Regions from separate parts of the Mus musculus genome. Here all the other regions are linked to region 4. A link is a contact called in public HiChIP or PLAC-seq, Micro-C and promoter capture Hi-C data. All regions are on one chromosome and are shown on one strand. The core of a region is the stretch at or near the end of the contact, and the rest is flanking DNA. Distances in the headings are between cores, read along the strand shown. Region 1 holds the start of Foxq1 (forkhead box Q1). Region 2 has its middle 39 kb from the start of Foxf2. Region 3 holds the start of G630018N14Rik (a long non-coding RNA gene). Region 4 holds the start of Irf4 (interferon regulatory factor 4).

What was found. Promoter capture Hi-C pulls out the DNA fragments that hold promoters and counts their contacts. A called contact is a pair of places that touch in the nucleus more often than the background predicts. HiChIP or PLAC-seq counts read pairs in DNA pulled down with a chosen protein or histone mark.
Region 1: a Micro-C map of embryonic stem cells shows a contact between it and region 4, with 3 times the contacts expected there. The contact joins the promoter of Foxq1 here to the promoter of Irf4 in region 4. A contact is called at or near these places in 6 of 39 promoter capture datasets (cranial neural crest, embryonic stem cells, hippocampal neurons and 1 more), 8 of 484 Hi-C or Micro-C datasets (all in embryonic stem cells), 2 of 115 datasets of contacts at active chromatin or transcription factors (both in embryonic stem cells) and 1 of 9 other capture datasets (embryonic stem cells).
Region 2: an H3K27ac HiChIP or PLAC-seq map of large pre-B cells shows a contact between it and region 4, with 5 times the contacts expected there. The contact joins the enhancer-like site here to the promoter of Irf4 in region 4. A contact is called at or near these places in 6 of 39 promoter capture datasets (the 3T3-L1 cell line, the C10 cell line, embryonic stem cells and 1 more) and 2 of 115 datasets of contacts at active chromatin or transcription factors (embryonic stem cells and large pre-B cells).
Region 3: a promoter capture Hi-C map of neutrophils shows a contact between it and region 4, with 3 times the contacts expected there. The contact joins the promoter of G630018N14Rik here to the promoter of Irf4 in region 4. A contact is called at or near these places in 2 of 39 promoter capture datasets (hippocampal neurons and neutrophils).

What each region holds. Positions count from the first base shown.
Region 1 is chr13:31,555,508-31,559,757 of GRCm38.p6, forward strand. Foxq1 (forkhead box Q1) reads left to right here and starts at 2,663. Exons shown (of 1, transcript NM_008239.4): 1 at 2,663-4,250. The coding sequence starts at 3,410.
Region 2 is chr13:31,662,239-31,666,442 of GRCm38.p6, forward strand. No RefSeq gene overlaps it. Among named protein-coding and RNA genes, the nearest start is that of Foxf2, 39 kb to the left of the region's middle. Within about 2 kb of position 2,898, at least 9 of the 459 cell types and tissues checked have an H3K27ac peak or open chromatin away from gene starts, as enhancers often do.
Region 3 is chr13:31,407,520-31,411,630 of GRCm38.p6, forward strand. G630018N14Rik (a long non-coding RNA gene) reads right to left here and starts at 1,584. Exons shown (of 10, transcript XR_003950526.1): 1 at 1,259-1,584; 2 at 1-68.
Region 4 is chr13:30,747,869-30,751,837 of GRCm38.p6, forward strand. Irf4 (interferon regulatory factor 4) reads left to right here and starts at 1,365. Exons shown (of 9, transcript NM_013674.2): 1 at 1,365-1,427; 2 at 2,680-2,927; 3 at 3,812-3,969. The coding sequence starts at 2,712.

The DNA of each region.
Region 1 (4,250 bases), core at 1,413-3,912, 810 kb after region 4:
TATATAGAACACGTTGTCAGCATTTCCGATAGGAGTCTATTCTAGTCTACACAGTCACCTGAGACAGATTAGTTTCTTTCTTTTCTAGATTAATGTTTAGGAACGGGGCAGGAAAACACTACCCCACTAAGAAAAGAACAGTGTCCACAGGTAAGTTTCTGTTGCCGTCCACAGCTTCACTTCTCTCTTCATAAAACCCACTTCAGGGAGGAAAGAAGGTCACAGAGATCTGAGTGTTTCCTCCACATAGCTCAGCTACTCATCTCCCTGAAAATTAAAGGGCAAGAGAAGTAGCTAGTAAGCCTTTCGCAACCTCAGCTACTTGGTCAGGCACCACCCACAGGCACTTATCAATCCATCAATTATCAGAATCCCCAAAGACAAAGCTAAAGGAGACATCATCAAAAAAAATGGGGGGGGGGGGGAATTTGTGAAGAAACTGGAGATTGGGGACGAGGAGTTGGTGTCTGTTCTTTTAAACTTGGAAACCCCAACCTCAAGGGTGTGGGGATAGAGATTCGGAAAACAGACATCTTTCTTCTTCTCTTCTTGCTGTTTTCCTTTATCATCCATAGAAGGTGAATGAATTCTCCAGACACAAAACATCAGCTCAAAACAGTCAAATCAACTGCAACCGCATAGAAGAGTTTTATTTGTGATTTTTAACTTAAGACAAACTTTTTTCTCAGCACATGGTATCGATGGGGCAAGAATAGGATATACAGCCAAGAAATAAAGACAAGACTCCATCTTGATGGAGTCTGTATCCTAGTTCCCAGGTTCCTCTTCCCCTTCCCAGATAGCTGGACCCAGCCATTTTCCTCCTGGGGTCTTCCTCTCCGAAGTCGTCGTAGTGGTCCATGGGTAGTATCTTACCTAGCCATTCCAACCTCCCAAAGAACTCTCAAAGTAGAAAGAGTTGCCCCACCCTCACCCCAGCTGAGAATTCTCCATCCTCCTCTCCTCCCCCATCACAAGCTCCAAACCCAACAGTCAGCTTAATAGGGACGAGGAATAGGCATTTCCTCGCCTAACCAAGATCAAGGTAAGGAGAGTATCTGCTGCAGCTAGTGAGAGGTGGTGACGGATGAAGTGCGGGACTGGCAGTGAGGTGGACTGGCAGTGAGTGGATTAGCAGCCACTGGTGTTCCTAGGCCTGGAATCTCCCTATTGCCTATTGCCTATTGAGTCTTAACCCTCCTAAATGTATCTCCTCCATAAAACAGGCACGCTGAGTTCAAATAAGGACAACCTTCATTAACAATGTCTTTTATCCCTGGCCAAATCAATGCTTTGTCACCTTGCACTGGGCTAATTCTCATCCCAACGCACTCCCCTGGCCAGGACCTAGGGACCATCCATTTGCGGGCAGGAGCTAAGAGGAACCCCTTGAAAGAGGCTGTTTTTCGAGGCTGGAGGAACGCACCACGTGGTAAACAGTTACTCCCTGCATACTACAAAACATCAGATTCCTGCTGGCTGTCAAGATGCCCACTGCATTCTGAGCGCCTTTACGGCTTCTTGACTTAAGAGAAGAGAAGCTTGTGTATGCTTTCCACACAAATGGTGGAAAGTAATAAAATAAACTTCAAACATGCTCTCCCACATAGTCGCAGCCTCAACATTATTCGCAACAAAAGCAGGAAGAAGGAGGAAGCTGGCGTGGTAGGCATAGGGTCAAAAGTGCACCCTTCCTAGTGCAAGGCCCCTTTCCTTGGAGAACTGACACAGAGTTGTCAGGGAGTCGGAGGAGTTGCAGAAGAGGCCTCCTTTCCTGTTTGACACCCGTGCCACTAAAGCCAAGGCAAGTTCTAGAGCACAGTTGCAGACAAATAGCGATAAACACGCCTTGCCTTTGCCTCATGCCCCAAGGAACACACATCCTCCCGTGATTCTTGTTGATTGCTAGACCCGGGCACTGCATGGCTGTGGGCAAAGCCCACGTCACAAGACTTCGGAAGGGACTCAAGGCAGGCAGAGCCGGGCACCTCTCTTGCAAAGCGGCCTCCCGGTAAAAGTATGGGGCGTTGCCTCCTTCCCCCCAGAGCCTCCAGCCAGGTATGACAAAATAAAAGTGAAAGTCGGAAGCCGGCTAAGAAACAAGAGGCACGATCAACCAAAAAGAATCATAGAATTTCAAGCTCGTGGTTTTTACTTGTTACAAGGGGTAAAGTTGGCCATAGAGAGGAAGTAAGAGGAAGGGCACGAAAGAGGTCAATGCAAAGGCTGTTCCACGGGGTGTCTGCAGTTCAGCGATTCAATTATCACCAGGGATTTCCTTTCCTAAGAATATTGGCTCTCCTTGCCAAAAAAATCCGCAGGCTGCACGCAGCGCGCAGCTCAGGACGGCGGCCAGACCTATGCAACCAGTCCCTCGGCCTAAGCCCTTTTAGGTGTCTCTCTGGAGCGTCCAAAAAGTGTCAGCTCTACCAGGTATAGGAGAGCAATCGTCTTGGTGAGTCCGGGGGGCGCAGAAACCCACTCGGTGGCCGCGGGAAGCCAGAAGCTCCTACCTGCGCAGCGGGGCGGGCGGGGCAGCCGCACAGGCGCGCACACTCGCGCGCACACCCTAGCCGTGCGCTCGCTCCCCATTGGCGAGACCGAAAGGGCGGGGCCGGCCAGACCCAAAACAAACAACCTGCGCCCGCGGAGACTCTGTGGCCGCGCCGCCGCGTGGCCTCGGCCTGATGAACGCCTTGGGGGGAGCCGCGGCCACCTCGGCCACCTAGTTCCCCCACCCCCTGGCCGTGGGCGCCCAGGCCCCGCCCGCGCGGAGCCGCCGCAGGGTTATATTGGGCCGGACCGAAGGTGGAGGCGAGATTCTGCTGCGGCCGGCCAGCGCGGACATGCTGCCCGGGAAGCCGGGGGTGGCAAGGCGGCTGCGGGTGCGGCGGCCTCGAAGACTCCTTTCTATGGGCTCTCGAGGCTGAAGACGTCCTATCCTCAAAAGTAGCGGGTGCGCCAGCAGACGTCAGGTCGGTGCCTGAGACCTAGACATCCAGCGAAGGAACACTTTTGGACGCCCAGACCGATAGCATAAGCGCCGGCTCGGTCCTCCCAGCACGAAATCCTAAGGCTGGTGTGTCCTGGCCCCCGCTTCGCAGGGTGGCCCCTCATTCCTCGCTTGTCTTCCGCTCAAAGTCTCTAAACCTCGGAGTAAGGACAGCACTGCACCAACTTCTATCACTCCACTCCTCACTTCACCCAACAATCAAAACCCCTCCCAAAAAAAATCCCAGCGGAGGAGAACCTTTCGGAAAAGCGTCTCTCTCGGAAAGACGCAGGAGCGGTCCCTCCCAGGAGAAGACAGACTCAGCGGGCCACGGGATCGCCACTCCGGGCGCCACTCGCTTCCTACGACCTCGCAGGAAAGGGGTAACTGTGCCGGACTGGAAGCACCAGCGCCGGCATGAAATTGGAGGTGTTCGTCCCACGCGCAGCCCACGGGGACAAAATGGGCAGCGATCTGGAGGGGGCCGGCAGCAGCGACGTGCCATCTCCACTGTCCGCGGCTGGTGACGACTCCTTAGGCTCAGACGGGGACTGTGCAGCCAACAGCCCGGCGGCGGGCAGCGGCGCCGGGGATCTGGAAGGTGGCGGCGGCGAGAGGAATTCGAGTGGCGGGCCGAGCGCCCAAGACGGTCCGGAGGCAACTGATGACAGCAGAACGCAGGCCTCCGCGGCAGGGCCGTGCGCGGGCGGCGTGGGCGGCGGCGAGGGCGCGCGCAGCAAGCCGTACACGCGGCGGCCCAAGCCCCCATACTCCTACATCGCTCTCATCGCCATGGCCATCCGCGACTCCGCGGGCGGACGCCTGACACTGGCCGAGATCAACGAGTACCTCATGGGCAAGTTCCCCTTTTTCCGGGGCAGCTACACGGGCTGGCGCAACTCCGTGCGCCACAACCTCTCGCTCAACGACTGTTTCGTCAAGGTGCTGCGCGACCCCTCGCGGCCCTGGGGCAAGGACAACTACTGGATGCTCAACCCCAACAGCGAATACACCTTCGCCGACGGGGTCTTCCGCCGCCGCCGCAAGCGCCTCAGCCACCGGACCACAGTCTCCGCGTCCGGGCTGCGGCCGGAGGAAGCCCCACCCGGACCTGCCGGGACCCCGCAGCCCGCGCCCGCCGCCCGCTCCTCCCCGATCGCGCGCTCGCCGGCTCGCCAGGAGGAGCGCTCCAGCCCTGCGAGCAAGTTCTCCAGCTCCTTCGCCATCGACAGCATTCTCAGCAAGCCTTTTCGCAGCC
Region 2 (4,204 bases), core at 1,648-4,147, 920 kb after region 4:
TCTAGATAACCCTGACTAATATATAAATAAATATACATGTGTATATCTTTATGCATACATTCACACATACATACAGACATACACACACACATAAAAAGGTATTTATTAGAATGGCTTACAGACTGTGGTCCAACTAGTCCAGCATGGCTCTCTACTAACAGAAGGTCCAAATATCTAGTAGTTGTTCAGTCCACAAGGCTGGATGTCTCAGCTGTCCTTCAGTATACATTGGAATTCCAAACAAGCAGGTTCTAATGGCAGTGAAGGAATGGACTTGACAGCAAGAGGGAGGGCAAGCAGGCAAAGAAAGCAAGCCTCTGTCTGCCAAATCCTTTATATAGGCTACCAGCAGAAGGCGTCCCTCGGATTAAAGGTGGATCTTCCCACTTTAAATCACTTTATTAAGAGAAAAAAATTCCTCACAGGCGTACCTATTGCTTGGGTTTTAGTTAATTCCACATGTAGTCAATTTGGCAACCAAGAATAGCTATCTGAACTCGATTCCTTGTCAGCTTAGCATACAATCTTATTTCCTTATGCCATGCTTAATTTCCAAATGAAAACAATAACCAGGCTATCAATATGCCTATATAACTACCCTTCATATAAATTTTAGAATAGGTGGCAACATCCCTTGTGAGACATTCTTTTGGTATCTCAAAATTTAAATATGATAAACACTGATATTCTCCTAATTGCTATTTCATTACATGATTAAGAAATCGGGGAATGAAACCACAAGTATCTATACACACACATTCTTAAGAAAATATGACAGAAATAGTCATGTCAATTATAATCCTCCTTTCTGCAGCTGGCCATATAGCTACTTTTCTCTAGCACCCGTTCTGCCTGTGACTGCACACCTGATGCTTGTCTGCCACCAGACTGGTTTATGAGCAGTCTTGCTTTTCAATGAAGTGTGGACTTACAACATCTGATCCTTTCCCTCTGCTCAGAGGTGGGCTATCCTCCATCAGCAGGGTTATGCTTATTGTGTGCAGGATCCATACAGAGCAGAAACAGCACAAAAAAGTGCCGGGAATCTACACCTCATAGAGATTGAGCCACTATTCCAGACATCTCTGTATGACTGAAGGTGACCCGTTTTAGAGGAACATAATCTGGATGCATGCTCCTGGAGAGATAATTCTCCATTTATCCACCCGGATGTTGCAGACAACATTGTCATTTCACAGGCCCCAGAAGAAGTTCTGATAGTACAAACAGCTTGCAAGCATCCTCTGGGGAGTGTGCGGCTTTGCTTGTACTGGTGTTTCCTTAGGGGACATAGCTTAGGGTACATGGGGTACCACGTGCAGTACACAGGCGCTATGCAACTTTTCACCCCACTGATTTCTCACCAGCTCCCATTTCCTAGGCTCAGGAGCCAGTGGATTTGATGTCCTGTTGTCTTTTGTCAGTCTGATGCGCCAACAAAACAGACTGATTTCCTTCTCTGTTCTTAATGAGTGTCTGCTGGGCAATTTGTTATTTGCCTGTTCTAACACATTTTCTACATTTTCATTTCCATTTCCTTTTTTCCGTTTCTTTAGTGAGTTCTTTACTTCACAGTAAAGTTACTCCATTGCCATGTGAGTTACAGATATTTTTCATCCATTTAGTTTTCAACACGCTTACTTATAAAGTCGTGTTTCTTTTGTACATCCTCAAATCGAGGGAATCAGGGGGTTTTGACCTCCTTCAGCCAAGATTATGAACTTATTCACTCACATCTCCTTACAATATTTTAGTTTGTGTAGTTATGATGTTCAGTAAAAGTGATGGGCAGCCAATGAGCTGAACCAGGCTCTTGCGTTGGGCTCTACTGACCAGATAAGACCAAACCAAAATGGAGTCTACCATGTCACTGATCACAGAATAAAACTAAACAGCGAGCAGGTAGGCAGATCCCCACACAAACCATCCCCAGCATGAGAGTCTAGTTTCTTAAGCTAGGACAGGCAAACCCTCTCTACATGCACCTCTGTGAGTGGCCTGGGGTGGGGGCGGGGCTCCAATGCCACCACCCTACCTCCGTGTTCACACTGTCCTTCCAGTGATCAGAAGGACGTCCCATTGGGCAACATAGAAACACAGATAAAAGCCATTTAGATCTACAACTCAGGGTGTTATAATATTGACTTAAGCCATAATTCAATTCAGCCCTCGACTCAACTGGATTTTACTTTTACACGAGGTCTAAAGTAGCCTTCTACCACACCGAAGGTTGGATAATTGTTTTCTTAACTCAAACAGGATATAATATATTTAAAATTTTGTTATATTTAAATATTAAATTAAATAAAACTGGCTTTAAGTGTATACAGGCTTGCTTTGTTTTTGGGGTGCTGGGGATGGAACCCAGGGTTCTATTCATGCCATGAAAGTGCTCCACCAGTGGCCTGCATCTCCAGATCCATCAGCTAGGTTCTTAAGTGACTATCATCACAAAGCTGAAATAAACTGAAATCGTTTAAGCTAAAACAAACCCTTTCCTTCCCAAGTTGCTTTTGGTCATGGTGTTTAATCAAAACAATAGGAACCCTAACTAAGACAACAATTTTGGTGGTTCTACCCCAAATTGGGTGACCCAGCACTTCTCTAGTAGGGATATAGGATGGAAATGTTGGGACAAGAGTATAGCAGAACAAAACACATTGTGGCCAGAAGATAGAAAAAGAGAATAGACACAGGGTTCCATAGTTTCCTCGAGAGCACAATCTTTGGAGGTTCTCACAACCACTGCATGGGCAAGAAAGAAAGAGAGGGAGAAGGAGAAGGGTGAGGGAGGTGGAGGGATGGGGAGAGAGACTAACTGTCCTCGCTGGGTGGTACCACTTCCCAAAGTGACTCTCTGGGGACCAAGTCATTAGTATATGGGCCTCTGGAGACATTCTCTGTCTAACCTACAGCAGCTTCCGTCACTGGGCGTTAGCAGGAGATACAGCTATGCTGCAGTTGGGCTTCTCCAGCCTGTCATGGTTCAGTAAATTCTAATGTAGCATGTTTTCTCCCTTCATACACCAGTTGAAGGGCATGTGAGACGTTTTTTCTCATTATAAGCAGAGTTGCTGTGAACTTCTGCCTACAGGATATTATTGTTATTATTACTATTATTAGAGCATGTGTTTTCCTCTTTCTTGGGCGTGCACCTGGAGAGGGGGACATCACTGGTTTCTATCACAGAGGAGGCTACCTCTGGAAGAGGCAAAGTGCTCCAGTCACTAGAGTTGGCGCTTGGTTTTCCATTGCTTCATGGTTTTGAGTTTTTCTTAATTTATTCAAACAGCCACGTTGCCCATCATTTGCATTTCCCTAGTGGCTTACAGTATTGACGATCCTTTCATGTGTTTATCCGCAGCTTGTTAGATCTTTGGTATCCCCCTTCCAATCTACGCCAAAACTCATTAGCTTTTCCCCCCTTTCCTTTGTTTGAGTAGAGAGAGTGTTTTTCTATGCACAGTGAGATCTGGGAGACTCTTTTTCTGGATTTTCTGTTCCTGCCCATGAATCCAGTTGTCTGTCCCTGGGCCAGGACCACACTGTTTTTTTTATTGCTATAGCTGTTTTAGTATCATAAGAGCATATTTCATTTGTGTAAGACAAGTCTTCCCTTCTTTTTCAAGATGGTGCTCAGTTATTTTCAAATATTTATTTTTCTAGCTCAACAGTAACACAATTTTTATTAAGTTCTCCCAGAATACCAGTGGGACATTGACCTGAAGTGCTACTAAATTCATTTAGGGTTAACGATCTTTATGGTCCTAGAACCCTTCTAGCATAAGAGCAGACATAGCATACCTCTTATTAATTATTAGTCTGCATTTGTGTTGGATGGCTTGCATCCTCTCCTTGTTCATACACTCACGGGAGTCCTCACTAAAACAGAAGTGAGAGCAGGGCACACTGGCAGGACTTGGTGAAGCCAGGAGCTAGGAGGGCTAGAGACTGCATTGTTGGTGACGGTTTATGTATCTGCTTGTTTCAGCTATTGGCTCTTACAGCGTTAAATTTGAGGATTAGAACAACAGAAGCTCCCCCTCCCCCCATACAGTTATGGCGCCACCTCTGGATGCAGCCCATAACTCTTAGAAATGAATGGAGTTCCTTTCAGCTCATTTTTTACCAAGGGAGAGCTGACCGCTAGCAGAAGGGACCACATTGCTACTGTGGATTAGGACCCATCCATCATTTCTGACAT
Region 3 (4,111 bases), core at 334-2,833, 660 kb after region 4:
ATAATAACAGTTCCTCAAGCTCATCAGAGAAATAGATGCTGATAAAGAACCAAAGGGAACTACTGGATCTGAAAAATATAAAACCAAAATTAATCTTATAATGGAGAGGACAAAAGATGCTGGTAAACTTGAGTGTACAATAGGGTTTCACAAAGCTGAAAACCAGAGGGAGCAACATGGAGAATAAGCAAGCTAAGAAGCTATGACAAAATCAAAACTGGTCCGGTAGATGCTGTGTAGGAAAACAAACAAAACAACCAAAAACCAGAACAACATCTGAGTAATGAATGCTATTAGTTCCTCCAGTAAGGTAAAGACTTGTACTTTACATCTTCTTGAAGATGTAGAGTCAAAGAATCCAGACCGTGAGTGCATAGAACACCCTCCTTCCAATGCTCTCAACTGCATTGCTTTGATACGGCTGAGGTTAGAAAACACAGGTCCATCCTTTTTGTCCTCACTGGGCATGATCAGAACATTTTGTTTTAGGACATCACAACTCCTAAAATGTTTTAATTCCACGTATAAGAATTTTAAGATAATTTTGAACTACAAAGCAAGCACTGATATTGAACTGTCCTTATACCCCAGACCATGGGCTGAGGTTGTAAGTCATGAATTTAAGATGGCCTCAAAGAGAAACCAAGTTTAATATAGTAAGTAGAGACCCTCTGAAACTCAGTAGCTTCCCTCTTCCAAATGGAGATCTTAAGTTTGTATCAGGCGAGGCTGTGCCATTGGACATTTGTCTCCTGTTTATCTATGCCAACTGCCTGGTCTTGGATACCAGGAATGACCTCTCTGATCTTAGCATGACTCTTCTTGCTTTACAGAGAGCTGTGAATCAACATTAGATGTTCAGGGCATCTGGAGACTGTAAAATTGCAAAATCACCAAAGTTCTTCGACTATCATCACTTTGGCATATCCAGCTCCTGAGCAAATGTGGGTATTGTGCACTCTGTTGCTTTCCAGATATTTCTCTGTATCAAAGAGCCTCATCTTTTCAACAAGCTGCAAATTAGCTTTTCAACTGAGGCCAATGATAGGCATTTGTTTGGCCTATAGCACAGGCAGCAGGGTGTGGCAAAGGGTCTGATCATTTCTCTCCTCTCACAAATGATACTAGGTCCCCCTGCCAACAATGATCCCCTTTTTGCAGGCTTCATTGCAGATAGTAGGGAGGCCACACTTCCCTCATTTACTAAATATCTCTACTATTGCCATCATCATAATCTGAAAGAATTTAAACAACGTACCGTGCTTTGCACAAAGGTGTGAGCTGCCAAAGGCTCTGGGCTGGAGGTTAGTCATCCGCACTGTCAGTTTTACTCATTGACTTTGGCAGAAACGTCCATTTCAGTGGGGAAGAATCTGCGCATCAGCTGGGACATGTGATCTCTCAGCGTCATTGCCAGTGCCAGCTCGTAGTAAATTAGGCGCCAAACTTATTAATAGTGATGAATCCATTAGAGCTGACAGGCGCCTGGCTGTGCTGCCTCAAATTAACCCATGAGTGGTCAGAAGCACTGCCGGTAAGCAAGCTCAAAGGCAGATAGAGCCTTAAGGGAGCTAATGTAAAGAACTGAAAGAGAACAGACAGACAGACATGCTTGCTTCTGACTGAGGAGCTGAGCTAAAATTAGGCATACTTATGGCTTGGCACAAAACCTTAGATTACTGTAAAAACAGGACATTAAAAAAAAAAAAAACCTTCACAACTTGGCATAATTGGACTCTCCCTTTTTGCTTGAAACACTTCTCCTTAATGGCATGAAGCATTCAAGAAGAAATGCCAGAGACCCACCCTGGGGTTGGTCCGTCTGTTGGCAGCAGGCCCACCTGAATTAAATTTGGTTTATGGAAATTATTGCAAGCACTTGAAGACTTTGAAAAGTGATTAATATATTTCAAGCCATATGCATATACTTAGAGAAGCCAAGGGGAACTCTTAAAGAGCACACAAATGAACCCCGAGATAGGGTGTGGACTGGGACAGAGAGATGCTTCCATAAGGACATGCGGACAATTTGAAAGCATCCTGATAAACATGAAGGAGCTTGAAGCCTGGCAGCTATATACAGCTTCTGTCCATAAGTGCAGTGTAATATGCTATAACCATCTTAAACAACACAGCCTTCTTTACAGGGAGTAAATCAAACTTTTAAATAGTTTTCTGGTATGTCCAATCAGGCAAAACGCAAAATTCCCTCAGAGTGGAGTTAACCAGTCATAGCATCTTTCATTTTAATGCTCCACCGCAAATTTCATATCTTCAATTCGAGCAGTATTCACTCTCAGGATAGTCAGATATTTGAAAGTTTGGAGTTTGTAAGACAGAAGTGTCATTCATAGTGAGAGATTACAGTCCTAGAAACTTGTGGTATGAACCACAGAACTAAGGAGAAACTTCAGCTCTACTAGTCAAATGTGCTGCAGCACAGCTCTGCTCCACAGTGAGCATTCCTAACAAAAGAAGATGATAGGATACAGATCGTCATGGACTTCATAGGTGCTGGTTCTGCAGAAATATGATGCATATTATTGTTTGAAAGAGCTAAGAATGACTCAATTCAAAAGAACATATCTGCCATCAATAGAGACATCTTTGAGAACACAACATAGCTGGTGTATTTCTCTTACACCTACATTGTTAAAATCTGTTGCCCCATACCTATTATCATGGTGGCCCCCAAATAAAGATAGGATTGAGTCTTTTCTACAGGGAAGGTATCTCCCTGCCTTTGTCCCTAAACTGAATGCCCTCCTGGGCAGTGTCCTCTTGGCTTCTGTTTCCATCATCTTTCTTCTCAGCATCCACTGTTTCAATGTGATGATCCAAGCCCAGCAACCCTGGAGCCGCAGTGATTTTATTTATCCCACATCCTATCCAGTACCCTAAAAAATTCGTGAAAGAATTTGCCTTAGAGAGACAGAACACCAATGCACAGTGACTGCCCAAACCTAGCTGCCTGTTACTTATGCTGAAAAAGGTCTATAGCTGATGGTTCAGTTCAAATCATGAAGATTGTAGAGAGATCCTATTTGCAGTTCCTGAGTTTCTTGTTTTCCTACCCAAATTCCATCCTATTGTATAATTACATGATTTCTACCAGGAATGAAATCTTTGTGACATAGATAAACTAAATTCCTTTTTGACATTTAAGATAATCAACATTGAATCCTTATACATTTTCCTAAGCTTAAGGTTTCTGCACAGAGGATAGTTTCACTTCCTTGACAGGCTCACATAGCTGTCTATCAACATACCAAAGATGGACTCTGTCGTGGCCCAGAGGCTGTATCTCTTCACTCATTAGCTCAAAATTTGATAGTGCCAAATTCAAATTTTTACATATCTGATTATTTTTAAATTAGCCCAAAGCAAGCATATTTTTTCACCAGTCAGAGTCTGCCTGCTTGCATGCCATACACAACCTCATTCTGACAATGTTTAAGCCACTAAAAAATATATATATCTTTGCAGTCACAAGTCTCCCAGCTGTGCTTCTTTGGGGAGCCTCCTTACCCAGGGACGCCCTACCATGAGCTATGATTTGAGTGCAGTTCAAGTTTTCCTCAGGAGCCACTAGATTTAGTCTTTAGTGTAGCACCAATGGGTGAGGTTTATTGGGAGTTACTATGATCACAGGAGTTATGCCATCCTCCGAATGATCTTCTTGCTCCATGACCCAAACTGCGGCCACTTATTCCACCATGAGTGTCACCATTTACTATTCCTGATGGACTCCTATCTTGAGCCAGAACCTATACTACACTGTTTGGAACTTGAGTCTTTAAAGCTGGGAGCTAAATAAAGCTTGTTTTCATGAGTAATATGTATCTGGTATTTTGTCACAGTTTGATGCATAGCTGAAAACTACAGCCATCTAGAGCCTTGTCGGGTTGCCCTTGCCCCTCCCAGAGGGCATGCTGAGAATGGATCCCTCCTGGCACCCCTAGGCAAAGGCTACTCAGCAAAGCTAAGCATGCACTGTAGCCTCTTAGGATCTTAGCTGTCTTCTTGGCTTTCTCCTGAGATCCGACTCAATGCAAAGAAAGCACCAGACTCTGAAATGGGAAGGAATTCAAATCCAAGAAGTCAGAATTGC
Region 4 (3,969 bases), core at 115-2,614:
TCTGGTGACCGGGATAGTTCCCGACAGACAGAAGGTGTTCAAAGAATATTTTTGAATGAATGAAACCCCAAAGGAAGAAGAGGGGAAAATGGGTGTGACCAAAATTTTCTTTGAACGAAACTCTGTTGTTTACTACCAGGGCTCTGACAATGGAAAACTAATTGGGGTGAAAGAACGACATGGCATCCTGTTAATTTCTGAGAAAGCCTGTTGATGTTAGGAAAAAAAAACATGCCGGTGGGCATCTCTGCACCAGTTTTCCTGTGGCCAAAATCAGATGTTTCTCCTAAAGTCCAGAACCCAGGATGGAAGATTAAAAGAAAAACTGAGAAACATGTGAAATGAAAAAGTTGTCAAATCTTTACAAACGCTCCAAGTTGACCTGTGGTGGTGGTAATCTAAAATGATACAGAAACTGGTAGTCTGCTTGCTTACCTGAAAACACCAAGATAACATATAAGCTCCAGGCATCCAAGCTGAGCTGGAGAAAGTCAGCGGCAAAAGCTCATGGAGTTTACATATGAAGGTCAAAGAAAACACGAAAATAAAGTAAAACCTTCAGTCAGCCTAGCTGTTCTATTTGGGGCATTGGTACCTCACCGGCAACTGCCTCCCACGAGGCTGAGGTTAAAATTATCATTTTAAGGTGAATTGACATCCGGAAGCGCGCTAACTACCTGAGTACTCAGGGATCCCCCATCTCTTTTATGTTGCCATGATTGAAACTTTGGGGACTGTGCTTGTCTGAGTCATCTCAATTCGTCGGTTTCATTCACCCAACATGTATAAGCGTTTCAAACACAGTATTTGGGCCACGGCTTATAAACTTGCCTTTCTATTTTTCTTTTTAGTGAGCGTGATATTCTCTAAACGCTCAGAGAGACAAGACTCCGCTTTGCCCAAGGATGCTCCCGACCTCTCTCAGTCTATCTCTTCTGTCACATGCTGTGAGAACCAAGTTCCCTGTGCTCCAGACTCTCCATCACTTCCCAACCTGGCCATGAGCAGTTAGTAGTTATCAGCTATGCTCAGTGCAGATTCCAGTATCCCCTTTGCATGCCTCCACCTTCACAGGAACGGGCCATACCGACTTGTCCCATCCGGTTGAGGATTTCTGAGTACATCAGAGTCCCCAGCCCCCTCCACAGGAGGAGCTGAAGAAAGCCAGGGTTTGTCTGAAGTGGGACAGCCCTTGACCCGGTGGGCTCTAGTCCGAAGCTCCTGTTCCTGCGGGACACCCAGGCACAAGGCAGAGGTGGGGGGCGGTCCTGGGTATGGGCAAGCCACGCCCTCTCAAGGCGGGGCCGAAGCGCCCGCCCTGCACTCCGCCTCCGGCTCTATAAAGTTCCTCTTTCTCACCTCACTTTCCTAGTTTCACCACTTGAACTTGGGACCCTTTGCTGCCCTCAGCTAAGAGTGCGGGTGAGGTAAGGCCTGTAGTCGGGCAGAAGGAGGAGTGTGAGGCTGGTGGCAGAGGAAGCCTGGCTTCCATCTCTGAGCCTGAGGGAGAATGCTGAGATAGCGGACCCAGGCTCCGCTCATCTACGCTGCCCTAGGACCTGTGCACTTCGGGTTTTGTATGAAGCTGTTTGGGTGGGAGTTCCAGAACATCCCCCACGGGCTGGGCGGGACGAGCTAATGGGACTGTGGTGTCATCAAAGGATCGCACTGGCCACAGCTTGTCCTCAGAGGGACAGCCTCTGACTCTCTCTGCTCCAGTGGAAAGCTCCTTTCCAGCCCTGGTTCCTAAAGGACCCAAACTCATCTAGGGCTCCAGAGCGTGATTCCTAGGCCGGGCAGCCAAGAAGAGCTGAGAGCTCCAAACTTAGGGTGCTCAGAGCCCCTTTCCCCGCATGCCCCTTCTTCACTTCTCTGGCAAGAGTGCTAGTGTTGCTGTCCGCAGCACCCCTTATTCCCAGCCTCGGCTTCATTCCTGCCAGGGTTCACGCTGACATTCTGCAGGTTGGAATCTCCTGTTTCTTGGCTGCGCTGCTTGCCCCATAACCAGACTTCCACTTGTTGCTTCCAGGACCCACGTGATGGTCTCTGGTTGGGTAGGCCTGGGGTTATTCCGAGGACAAAGTAAGGGTGTCATAGAAGAAAGTCAAGAGAGTAAGCTAGGTACCGCAAACCTGCATGGCAGGGACACAGGACCTGGACAAGGGCTAGTCCATGTGCCAGGTCCTTTTCGCCTGGGGCAGCCAGGGCAACCTAAACCCAGGAAGGGGCAAGTGTAGAAACAGTGAGGGAAAAGTGGGATGAAAGCTACTTGGATCCAGCACAGAGGGACGAGTGAGCAAAGTGAGCGCCCCAGCGTGGCGCAAGACTTGGGATCTGCAGAGAAGCTGTGTAGCTAGGAGCTTTCAACGGAGCGTGTTAATGTAAATGTAAATGAAGAAATTACCTAATTTTTTTAATAAAAGAAAGAACAGACAGGCAAAAAAAAAAGGAGGAGGAGGAGGAGGAGGAGGAGGATGGTGCGCGCCAAGGGATGCTCTCTATACCTTCGTCAAAGTACCTTCTCTTGGGGGACTTCGGAGACTCTGGCACTGCACCCGAGCACCTTGGCAGCCTCAGAGACTCGGGGCCTCGTGGGCACTGCAAGAGTTTGGGACGGGGCTTCCTCCCGCCTCCAAAGTGATGCGAAGGTAGTTGCAGGGAATGTGTGTCTCTCCTCAGCGCACAAGCCCAGGAGGAGGTCCGCACGCGTCATGAACTTGGAGACGGGCAGCCGGGGCTCAGAGTTCGGCATGAGCGCAGTGAGCTGCGGCAATGGGAAACTCCGACAGTGGTTGATCGACCAGATCGACAGCGGCAAGTACCCCGGGCTGGTGTGGGAGAACGAGGAGAAGAGCGTCTTCCGCATCCCGTGGAAACACGCGGGCAAGCAGGACTACAATCGTGAGGAGGACGCTGCCCTCTTCAAGGTTAGCAGCATTCAGGGATCCCTGGGCAGGGGTGGGGGTGGGGATGGGGAATCTGAAAGCTCTGAATGTCTGTGGCTCCCGGGCAAGGGACTAAGAGGTGGGCTCCTGCAAGGAGGAGGCCAGAGCATCAAGCATTGGACCCTGCTTAGGCAAAGTCCCCAGGAGAAGGGAAAGAGGTTGCAAACTCTCCGGGGATTGCATACACAAGAAACCAGGTCCCAATACTGTTTGTGTGGAGGAAAGAACTTCCAGCTTCAGGGGCATCTCTGGGGGACCGAGGTTCCGTTTGCATAGCCCATTCGCTGTTTCCTGCCACCACCACCGACTGCTAGGGCCACTCTCTGCTTCCCTGTCTCTCTGTGTTTTGTTATTTTTCTGAGTTTCTCTCTCTGGGTTTTGTTTCTTTGATTGGGCACCTCTACTGTCTGGTTCTAGTTCTAGAAGCTGCGATCTCTGATTTTCTTTCTTTGAGTAGCTTTGACTATTCCGAGTCTTTCTCTGGTATCCCCCTCCGACCCCGTGTGAGTCCCTTAGGACTGATGTCCCCAGAGAACTGGCTCACTGAACTGTGAAGCCCCCAGCCTCCACCTGCCAGCAGGCCGAGGAAGGGGACTTCCTGCGGGAATTTGTTCAAAGTACCTCTGTGATTTTGTAGATGTCCTCTCTGGGGCCTGCCCCCTCCACAGCTCTGTCCCCAGTCTTGCCCACACTTGATTCAGGCGCTGGGCGTGTACAGCCCATACTAGGGGTCTCAGGACCCCACTAACATCATGTTCCACATTTCAGGCAACAGCAAATTTGAAACAGTAACCTTCCTTGCTGAAATGCAATCCATAGAATTCTTTTGACGCTCTGGGCTTGACTTTTCTTCTCATCGTTCTTAGGCTTGGGCATTGTTTAAAGGCAAGTTCCGAGAAGGGATCGACAAGCCAGATCCTCCTACTTGGAAGACAAGATTACGATGTGCTCTGAACAAGAGCAATGACTTTGAGGAATTGGTCGAGAGGAGCCAGCTGGATATCTCTGACCCATACAAGGTGTA